Regions from separate parts of the Danio rerio genome. Here all the other regions are linked to region 3. Evidence: chromatin contacts called from public Hi-C data. All regions are on one chromosome and are shown on one strand. Each heading gives the region's core, a stretch centred on a gene start, on an enhancer-like site or on the middle of the called end of the contact. The rest is flanking DNA. Distances are from core to core; before and after follow the strand shown. Region 1 holds the start of zgc:103692. Region 2 holds the start of si:dkey-34e4.1. Region 3 overlaps garnl3 (GTPase activating Rap/RanGAP domain like 3).

Evidence for each region. Hi-C and Micro-C count contacts between places; a contact is called where the count stands out from the background.
Region 1: a contact with region 3 is called in a Hi-C map of fibroblasts, with 4 times the contacts expected there. The contact joins the promoter of zgc:103692 here to the enhancer-like site in region 3. A contact is called at or near these places in 2 of 18 Hi-C or Micro-C datasets (fibroblasts and an unstated tissue) and 1 of 4 datasets of contacts at active chromatin or transcription factors (caudal fin).
Region 2: a Hi-C map of an unstated tissue shows a contact between it and region 3, with 4 times the contacts expected there. The contact joins the promoter of si:dkey-34e4.1 here to the enhancer-like site in region 3. A contact is called at or near these places in 1 of 18 Hi-C or Micro-C datasets (an unstated tissue) and 1 of 4 datasets of contacts at active chromatin or transcription factors (embryo).

What each region holds. Positions count from the first base shown.
Region 1 is chr5:33,918,461-33,921,301 of GRCz12tu, reverse strand. zgc:103692 reads left to right here and starts at 1,491. Exons shown (of 9, transcript NM_001005945.1): 1 at 1,491-1,655; 2 at 1,842-1,901; 3 at 2,018-2,069; 4 at 2,192-2,262; 5 at 2,344-2,421; 6 at 2,515-2,712; 7 at 2,832-2,841. The coding sequence starts at 1,576. It also overlaps a transcript of usp20 not described here.
Region 2 is chr5:34,227,394-34,230,682 of GRCz12tu, reverse strand. si:dkey-34e4.1 reads left to right here and starts at 1,799. Exons shown (of 12, transcript XR_012406925.1): 1 at 1,799-2,081.
Region 3 is chr5:34,069,045-34,072,232 of GRCz12tu, reverse strand. All of the region lies in intron 1 of garnl3 (GTPase activating Rap/RanGAP domain like 3), which reads left to right. All of the region lies in intron 2 of LOC141385840 (membrane-spanning 4-domains subfamily A member 4A-like), which reads right to left. Among named protein-coding and RNA genes, the nearest start is that of garnl3, 12 kb to the left of the region's middle. Within about 2 kb of position 1,417, at least 6 of the 62 cell types and tissues checked have an H3K27ac peak or open chromatin away from gene starts, as enhancers often do.

The DNA of each region.
Region 1 (2,841 bases), core at 242-2,741, 150 kb after region 3:
GTAATACTGATCATGATATCGATGCTGAAGCAATATATTGTGCAGCCCTGATCTAAAATATCTTACTTTGTATTCTGAAAATGAATAAAGGTCTTGTGGAGTTTGGAACAACATGAGGTTGAATAATAATCCTTTCTTTTTATTTTATTTCTGGGGTAAACAAACCCTTTAAGAATGTCTGGTACAGCTCTGAGACTGCGCAGCACCAATACAGTAAATAACATTGATTTTTAAAAATCTTTCTCCAAAATTAACAAAAATCAAAAAGTCAGAAACCATAAACTTTCATTAATATGAAATGATGACAAAATTATTTGATAAACTGTCCCCATAAGAACCTTACACTCTCATTACCAGTGAGAATTATAAATAAAAATCTGCCCTCATTGAATAGATATTAACGGAAATATATACCATATTATATAATATTTTTTTTATAAGTATAAAAATTTAAAAATATTTATAGAGTATTGAGGATGGTATCTATCTAGCATATCTGCTCAATGTGTGTTATGTTTCTGCCTAGAACTGTTAAGAGGCCAAAATTGCTGTTTCATTCGCCTAGTCAGTTGATGGGAAAAAAAAACATTCGTCCCGTACCAACACCTCCATTACAGCAAGGGAAATATACAATAATTGATATAAAAAAACATGATTCTATGAATCAAATTTTCACTAGAAAACTAACTTCAACTGAAGTCCGAAACGACGCAGAAAACAATCGCGTTAATATGAATGTAATGCAAACAATTCATCTGAATTAAAACATAATATCTAAAACAAAACAAATAGTTTTTCCTCTTCGTCTTCGGTGTTTATTATGTTCATAAACACACAGCAGTCCTCAAATACGTCACGGTGAACCACCTAAAAGCTGTTTAACATCACGATCTTGCAGAATAAACAGGCCATATTTCCACTCGGTCTGCAAGACACTATTCATACGCTGAGTCGACATGATGTTATCATATCAAACAACAGTGACAGTCCGATTTAGCAAAAGGAAAGACAGAAACAGATATTTACCTGTCATACAGAAACAAAAATATCGCTCATAGATAGTCATTTTAGGCCAATCGGAGGTGTTTGTAACAGTGGTGGGAAGCAGTGTAACGTTACTACTAAGCAGCATCCATACTGAATACAGCAGAAGCGTGCGTCACGGCTTTGACCACAGCCAATGAGCGCATTTCGTTCTTTAGCATGATCAAATAATTTTTTATTTACTTCGATTATAAAATACACATACTGCTTGTTTTACACGTTCATTTATCGTATAGAGTGTTTATTATTAAATTTACGCCGTTTTTGTTTTGTTTTTCTGTATCGTGTCATAGAAGCAGCTGATCTAGAACCAGTCTCATCATTCCGCTTTTCGCCGTTCAACGGCTGTACAAAAAACAGGCAAGCTGATCTGAGATCAACTGTTAAGACGACAAATGTGATGCCAGCGAGCGGAAGTTTCTAGAGAATGAGGTCCGTCACTAAACATAGACCGCCACCGTTGCGTACAGACGGACGAGGGGTAACGTAACGCTTATCAGTAAATAATTCGACGAGTTTTAAAAACAAGTCATGCCACCAGGTAAAAATTTTAGAAGAAGGAAAGAGGATTCATCCGACGAGGAAGATGATGAAACAAAATTCGTAGTCAGGTAGATATATTCAACACATTCAGGCCAAACAAAGTAAACACAGCTGTTGTAAACCGCTTGGTAAAACGAGCAGAAAAGATTAATGCAGCTGACTTGTTTAGTTTGTACATGCATTCAGAGAGGACAGAAACCTATTGAATGTGAAAAACTATTTAAAGATGTTACTTTTATTATATGTTTACCCAGGTCAAAACTGGATGAAGCCAAGGAGCTACAGAGTCTGCGAAAAAGGCAGCATGGAGTGAGGTTGGTCATGAGCTGCTTTGTGGTTGTTACTGTTGGTGGTGTTTACATTTTTCTTTCTTTTCATTGTGTAATTAAAGTGAGAATAATAAATGCTATTTTCCATTCTGTTTGTCCAGCATTGCAACGTTACTTGTTGGAGAGAAGCTTCCTTTAGAGGCTGAGCTTGAGGTGTTTTATTATTTTAATCAAACTACATTTTGCACTACAATACAAGCCTTGCAGTGTAACTTTGTTCTTCTCTATGAGCTAATAGAGGTTTGACATTTTGTCCCTCCATGTTTATGTCATAGGATGACCCATTTAAACTGAAGACTGGAGGTGTTGTTGACATGAAGAAAGTGAAAGACAGAAGCAGAGACATGTAAGAATTAAGTAAACATGTTAGCTTTTCATTTCAAGATGTCTCTATATTTGCATCTTGACACTTCCTCTTTTGTTACAGGACAGTGGATGAAAATGACCTCAATCTTGGTACATCCTTTTCTGCCGAGACAAACAGAAGAGATGAAGATGCTGACATGTAAGTGCATGCTTCTACATCACATACTCTCTGCATTGCTGGTTTTGTCACTATGTTTAAAGCCTCTCCCATCATGCATCTCATTTCACGCAGGATGAAGTACATTGAGACAGAGTTAAAGAAAAAGAAAGGCATGGTGGAGGCAGAGGAGCAGAAGGTAAAGGTGAAGAATCCAGAGGACCTCCTGTATGAGCTTCCAGAGAACATCAACGTCAGCTCTGCCAAAAAGACAGAAGAGATGTTGTCCAATCAGATGCTGAGCGGAATTCCAGAGGTGGATCTGGGGATTGAGTGAGTAAAGACACAAGCTAATTCATGGACATCAGTTATTGTTTTCTCTAGACTGGTGGCTCAGAACAAACAAATGATTGATGTCAACCTAAAAGCCTCTTTTCTCTCTTTCTTCTCAGCGCAAAGATA
Region 2 (3,289 bases), core at 550-3,049, 160 kb before region 3:
ACATTTCAACAGTTTATTGTGAAAAATGAAAATTAGCTTTCATCTATAGAAAATACTCTTATTTACCTTAATTTTGTTTGGTTTTTAAAAACATCTTTGCAAGTACAACATGTTTGGAAATGACGTAGAATAAATGTATTTCCTTATCAAGCAATATTTACCTTGATTTTTCTTCAAGTGTTGTTAAAAATAATTTCCTCTATCTTAATCATGTTCTCAGATGGCACAATTTGTTTTCATAGAAACCACCTAAATAATCTTTCACACAAACTTTTTAAAACAACATTACAGTGTTGTGGTGGAAATGACACTGATACTGTGCCACAGCTATATCTTGCATAAAAAATAATATTGATAATAGTCTCACTTGATAATAGTCTCACATTAATAACTATAAAATATTTAAATTATTTTACAGTGCTTAATTAAGATACATTAATAGCTACCAGATAAATAATATTTTAAAATGCTATTTTCATTGTTAAAGTTTAAAACTCTGGGAAGTGAAAACAGTGATTTTGACACCTAAAAGGAGGTTGAATAATATGAAAAAAATATATAATAGGTATACATTTTTTAAGTAGGTTTTATTGTTAGTTTGACAATGAAAGGGAAATTTGAACAAAATTATGTATATTTTGGATAAATGATCAAAGAAAGTAGAAGTGCCCGTAGTTAAATTATTATATATATATATATATATATATATATATATATATATATATATATATATATATATATATATATATATATATATATTAATGTGCCCTCAATGCCCCTGTGATGCAGCAGAGGGAGCACTTGTGTCAAAATAGAAAAGCTCTGCTATCACAACACTCCCTGTAATTTTGTGCAGTATACAGTGACTTGAATACAGACTCAACTCCACAGATGAATAGGGAGAGATAACTCTAGGTGCATGTTTGAGGAGTGCGTCAGCAGATCAGCAAACGTTCAGTTAAAACCTCATTTGGCATGTAACTGGGGGCTTGTTATCACATAGGTTGTCAAAAAAAACTTTTTTGTAAAATTATTTTGTGAATCATTTAAAATGATACATTTAGGCCAGCGATGCTCAAATATAGGGCCCGAGGGCCAAAGTTTATGGTTAACCTATGGTAAGCTATGATGTTTATTGTATTCAGCATATAACTTCACTGTGTAATAAATGTGATTGTTTATGTTTTTATTGCGTTGAGTTATAATTTTAGGAAAGTTATACTGCAGTAGTTATGGTTTAAAGTAATGTTTCTATTTATTTTGATAATTAAATAGATTAGGAAATATAGCAACTTTATTGTAATAAAGTTTGGTATATTTACCTTCGGCCCACAGCTCTCAATGGTATGTTTTTTAGCACTTCATACGAAAAATATGGGCACCCCTGATTTAGGCTATATTTTCAATTTATAATCCATATATTATAGGCCTAGTCTACACAGAAGAACAGGTTGCGTCCCATGTAATTAATTGGGACTCTATAAGGAAGTGGTGCAGCTTTTATTATGCTAAATGTAGTGTTTGAAAGATTTGTCGGTTGTTCCTAAAGCACACGGAACTTTGCTCCATAAGAATTGCATCAGAGGTTGAAGAGAGCAACGCAAATAAAGCATGTCATCAGGACACGAGAAGTGAAGAATTCCGCCATAGCTCCTCTTTTAATAAACTTCTCCTCGCTGAGGCACTTGAGCAACTTGAGTGGAAGCCAGACTTGTATAAACGCAGCTGATGTCTGAGGGCTGAGAGGGGGAAAGAGGCGCCCAACCCATTTCTTTTGTGCTGAAGCGCCTGTGATTTCATTGAGCTTTTCCCGGGCTGCTACTATAATGGGCTCCCTCGCTTTCAGTCGCTCTTGTATCCGCGACTTGTTTTCGGCTGGTTAAACTAGAGCAATCTTCTTAGTTGGCAGTAGTTTTGAAGCTTGGGGTGCTGGAGAAGAAATTCCTCGCCGAGCATCCGGACGGGTCCCAATGAAAATGCACGGGAGAAACAGGTACAACCTGGTGGACGATGTGGCGGATTCGCGGGTCCCGCTTCACAACGAGGAAGCGTATCAACACGGAATACACTTCCAAGCCAAGGTGAAACAGGCTCTTTTTCTGTAAACGTCACTATTGTCATTTTTGCTGATTATTCTGCCAACCGATACTTTTGTGCAGTCATTTGTATGCAAGTGAAATGGGTCATTGACTGTGTAGCTGAGGTGATTTACACATCAGAGAACAAGTCAGGATCATGTTTTGGGAAGCAGCAATGACATCAGACACCAGGCTGCACTAAAACCACCGACATAGACATTAGGATCAATGACAAATTTGAAAAACAGAGAGGAAGAAATGTATTGCATAACCTTTTAAAACTCATAAGTTTTTAAAAATATAAAATTTATGTTGCTTTCATATTTTTATATGTAAGCTTTATACTTCAATATATATATATATATATATATATATATATATATATATCAATATATATCAATATTATAACAATATTAGTTTCTTTACTTTTCATAATGAGATTAAATATATATATATATATATATATATATATATATATATATATATATATATATATATATATATATATATATATATATATAATTGAGTTAACTAATATTATTAGAAGACATGGCATGCTTTTTGTGTGTTTTACATGTTTACAACCATCCTGATTGCTGATTATGAGTTGGGCAAAAATTTAACCTATTTTCAATACAGTAATATCAAATAACCAATTGAGTCAATCACCCCAAAATTAAGATTTATTTGTCATTTACTCAAAGCTTATTTTGTCTGTTGCATAATATAACATGTTTTGAAAAATGTTGATAATCAAAACAAAAAGAAATACATGGAAATCAATAGGGCTGCACAATAAATCATTTCAACATCAATATCGCAATCTGATATTTTATTTGAATGCAAATGCAAACACATGAATTTGCATGTGTTTTTGATGCCTGTGATTGTATAGTGATTTTAAAACCATTCACGTGTAAAAAATTTACCATTTGTGACTTTAACAATGATTCATTTTATTGAATTATTTATATTTTTATCATTCAGTTACTGCACTTGTATACGGTTAGACTCAGGAAATGATAAAACACTTTATTTCAGTTTCAGTTTTTTTTTATTGCATTTATAGACTGTTATGCATAAAAATACTCACAACACATGCAAATACAAAAATGCGCTACAAATAGCACAGACCACAATTGGAATGTGTCGGGGGACCCCAAAAAGTTTATAGACTATTTATTAGATTTTATGGAGATGCAAATAATAAA
Region 3 (3,188 bases), core at 168-2,667:
GTGCAAGTTATTTATTTGTGACTGTTTCAGGTTTTGTAAAAGTGTTTTCATTCCAGTTGTTCAACGTTGATGTTCAATAAATAATCATAGATAGTGGATAGTGTGTGGTTCCTTCAATTATTTTAAAATCAAGTAATGGGTGCATTCAAAAATCTCACATGTCAGTGAACTATGAGGCCAAAAAATGTAAATAAATAAATAAAACAATCGCTCATAAATTGTAATTAAGTTAAAATCGACAATTAATATAGATTTTGATTTTAGGCCAAATCGCCCTGCCCTAATTCTGAACCTAAAATTAAAACTAAACAAGTTACCCAACACAAGCCTGCACCCCGTAGTCTATACCAGGGGTTCCCAAACTTTTAGCCCGCGACCCCCAAAAAAACAATGCCAGTAACTCGCGACCCCCAATATCTTCTGAGGTGGATATAAATACAGAAACCTTGCATGCGATTGCGCGCACACACACCATTAGTCCCAAGTCTGTTCTTCGTTGAATTTTTTTTCATTGTATGTCAGTGCTGTAAATGTGCCAGCAAGTTTAACCCGGTGTTATAAAATCAATCTGCTGCATCTGACATTATTGCTGTGTTTTTAATATAATGTAAATACCCCAGGGGTCGCAATCCAATAGAACTAGTAACTATAAGCTAATATAGTAACTATATCCAGTAGTATATAGTGACTATAAATGACTATTGTTTTCTTTTCAATAGACTATGGATAAAATATAAAAATTCTTCTGGTTTAATAAAAATAAATAGATTTTTGGAAATCACCAGAAGACCCCCCCTTCATTGTCCTGTGACCCCTCTTGGGGCCCCGACCCCCACTTTGAGAACCACTGGTCTATACAAACAGAGAGAGTAATGCACACAGATATGAAAGTGAGAAAGTTCATGTCACATTTCAAGTGTCAGGGTGGAGATGACACTTGAGTCACACAGTTTATGTTCTTGAAAGCGTGTGAATGTGTGTACAGGGATCAGCTGAACCCTAGTAACCTGAGCATGTGCCTGCATAGTATCTCCTGCATGTCGTTTGATTCATTTGGATTGTGCCTGAGAACAAACTATTAGCAAGAAGAATGAACATTTCTAGTGCTTGCTATTTTCAGCCATTCCTGCTCAATCTTTTGCTTCAGAGCAGGCGGCCCTGCAGTTTGTACCAATCTGATAATACTAGCTCTAGAGCTAACGCTAATCACTCTCAGCTGTGCCGTCTGCATGAGCTCCAGCACAACCTCGTCATTTGCAGAGAAAAATAGACGGAAATCTAGCGAAAGAATAAAAGAAAGAGTCCCGCTCTGATTACAGCCCTATGTAAACTTTCATTCCGCGCCCACATATGCTTCCATTTAAAGTTTAAAGACACATACCTACACATTAGTGCTTTTCGCTCTAGGAAGCCTCACTAGGAAAGACTCTTTTCCCATTTTAGCTACCCTGGAACGCACCCAGCGTAGGATGGATGGAGCTTTTTGGAGTTTTGCCTTTGGCTGGACCACGGTTTAAAATACTAGTGGTTAAATCTCCACCACAAGGGCATTCACACTGGGTGTGTGTAGAGTAAATCTGGCAGTGTGGGTCACTTAGATTTGTTTTAGGATGGCAAAGGATCTTTGAAATGGTTAGCATGGAGTTTTCACTGATCACAGTTAGCACGAAGTACAGTCACTGGATCACTGGGGAAATGCCCACTAACAGTGGTAGATGTTGGCAAAAGCAGTTTACTATTTTTTCACTGTTAACAGAGGTAAAGGAAATGTTTTCCACATGTTTTGCGTGTATACATTTAGATGGCTTACACAGCTTGCACCACCTGGTGGCCATTTTTTCAAGTTGATCATTTATACAGGAGCATGTTTTGATATTTTGTCAGTAAGTGATTAATGTAGTTATACTGTAGATGCATTCAGAGCTTTGCTTACTGAAATATTCAATATTTTGTTATATGCAGTTTTAGGAATGGAACTTCACATATACAAGATTTAATGAAGAAAAATATAAATATTTACATTGCAATAATTAATGTACAATAAAATAACTACATAAACGAGCAAAACTTATCAGAAATGCTATGTAGCAGTTATATTCTGTGAATATAGGTAATATATTTCGGTGCATTTAAATAAAAAAAGATTTTCCAATTTAAAGGGCACCTATTTTACCTTTTTCAAGATTTAAGATAAGACTTCTGTGTCTCTGGAATGTGTTTGTAAAGTTTTAGCTCAAAACACCCATCAGATTATTTAGTGTAGCCTCCAGAATATTGGAATTTTCTGCTCTGAACGCAATGTAGCTGTTTTTGTTGCCTGTGCATTTAATGCTAGTTCTCCCCGCCCACCGTTCCCATGTGCCTGTCAGAGCGTGCCTCAATCTCCACCTCGGCTGTGTTAGATAAACGGCACAGTGACAGACATGAAGGAAGCAGATCTCACGTAACGTTTGTGAGAAATACTGCAGTAAGAACGTTCCCAATGATTATTTGATGTATTTGTTGTGGTGATACTTCAAGCCTTTCTGCAACGATGAGTCACACACAATGTCGTTACTAAATACATGCACACACACAGATGGTGGACAAACACAAACACACAGCACACACGTTTAACTTTGCAGTTTTTGCATGGCAAATGTGACAGGATACAGGTTAATATCCACTGCTGTATGGGTATCTGTTATGTGAATGTACAAAATAACCCTGATTTAACGTCAACAAACTGTGATTGAAGCATCTTTTTTTATAATTGTTATGACACACGGCTGTGGTGATGAAGTAAAGCTAAAGTAAATTGCTGTAATTCATGACAAACATGCACTGTTTTAAAAACATTTTAAACTTGTAAAACTCATTCCTCATCACATTTGATGATGATTACAGAGAGCTGAACAGATATTTTAATCCCAGTTGCTTTGTGCACGTCCTGTCTTGTTGATATGATTATACACATTACAAGGAGACATGTAAATATGCAGCAGTCAATCAATTTGGTGGGCGGGGAAACCGCACTCATATGTCATATATTGTATTGGGCCTCAAAATGGAAGGGATTTGGATCCTATTTTTACGTCAGGAAATTTTTAAAAAGAGGCTTGTTGTGTTTCTATCACTCTAATATGACTGTGATACTATACCTACACACAATCCTGTCTAAACAGCTTACAAAAGATCATTTTCACCAT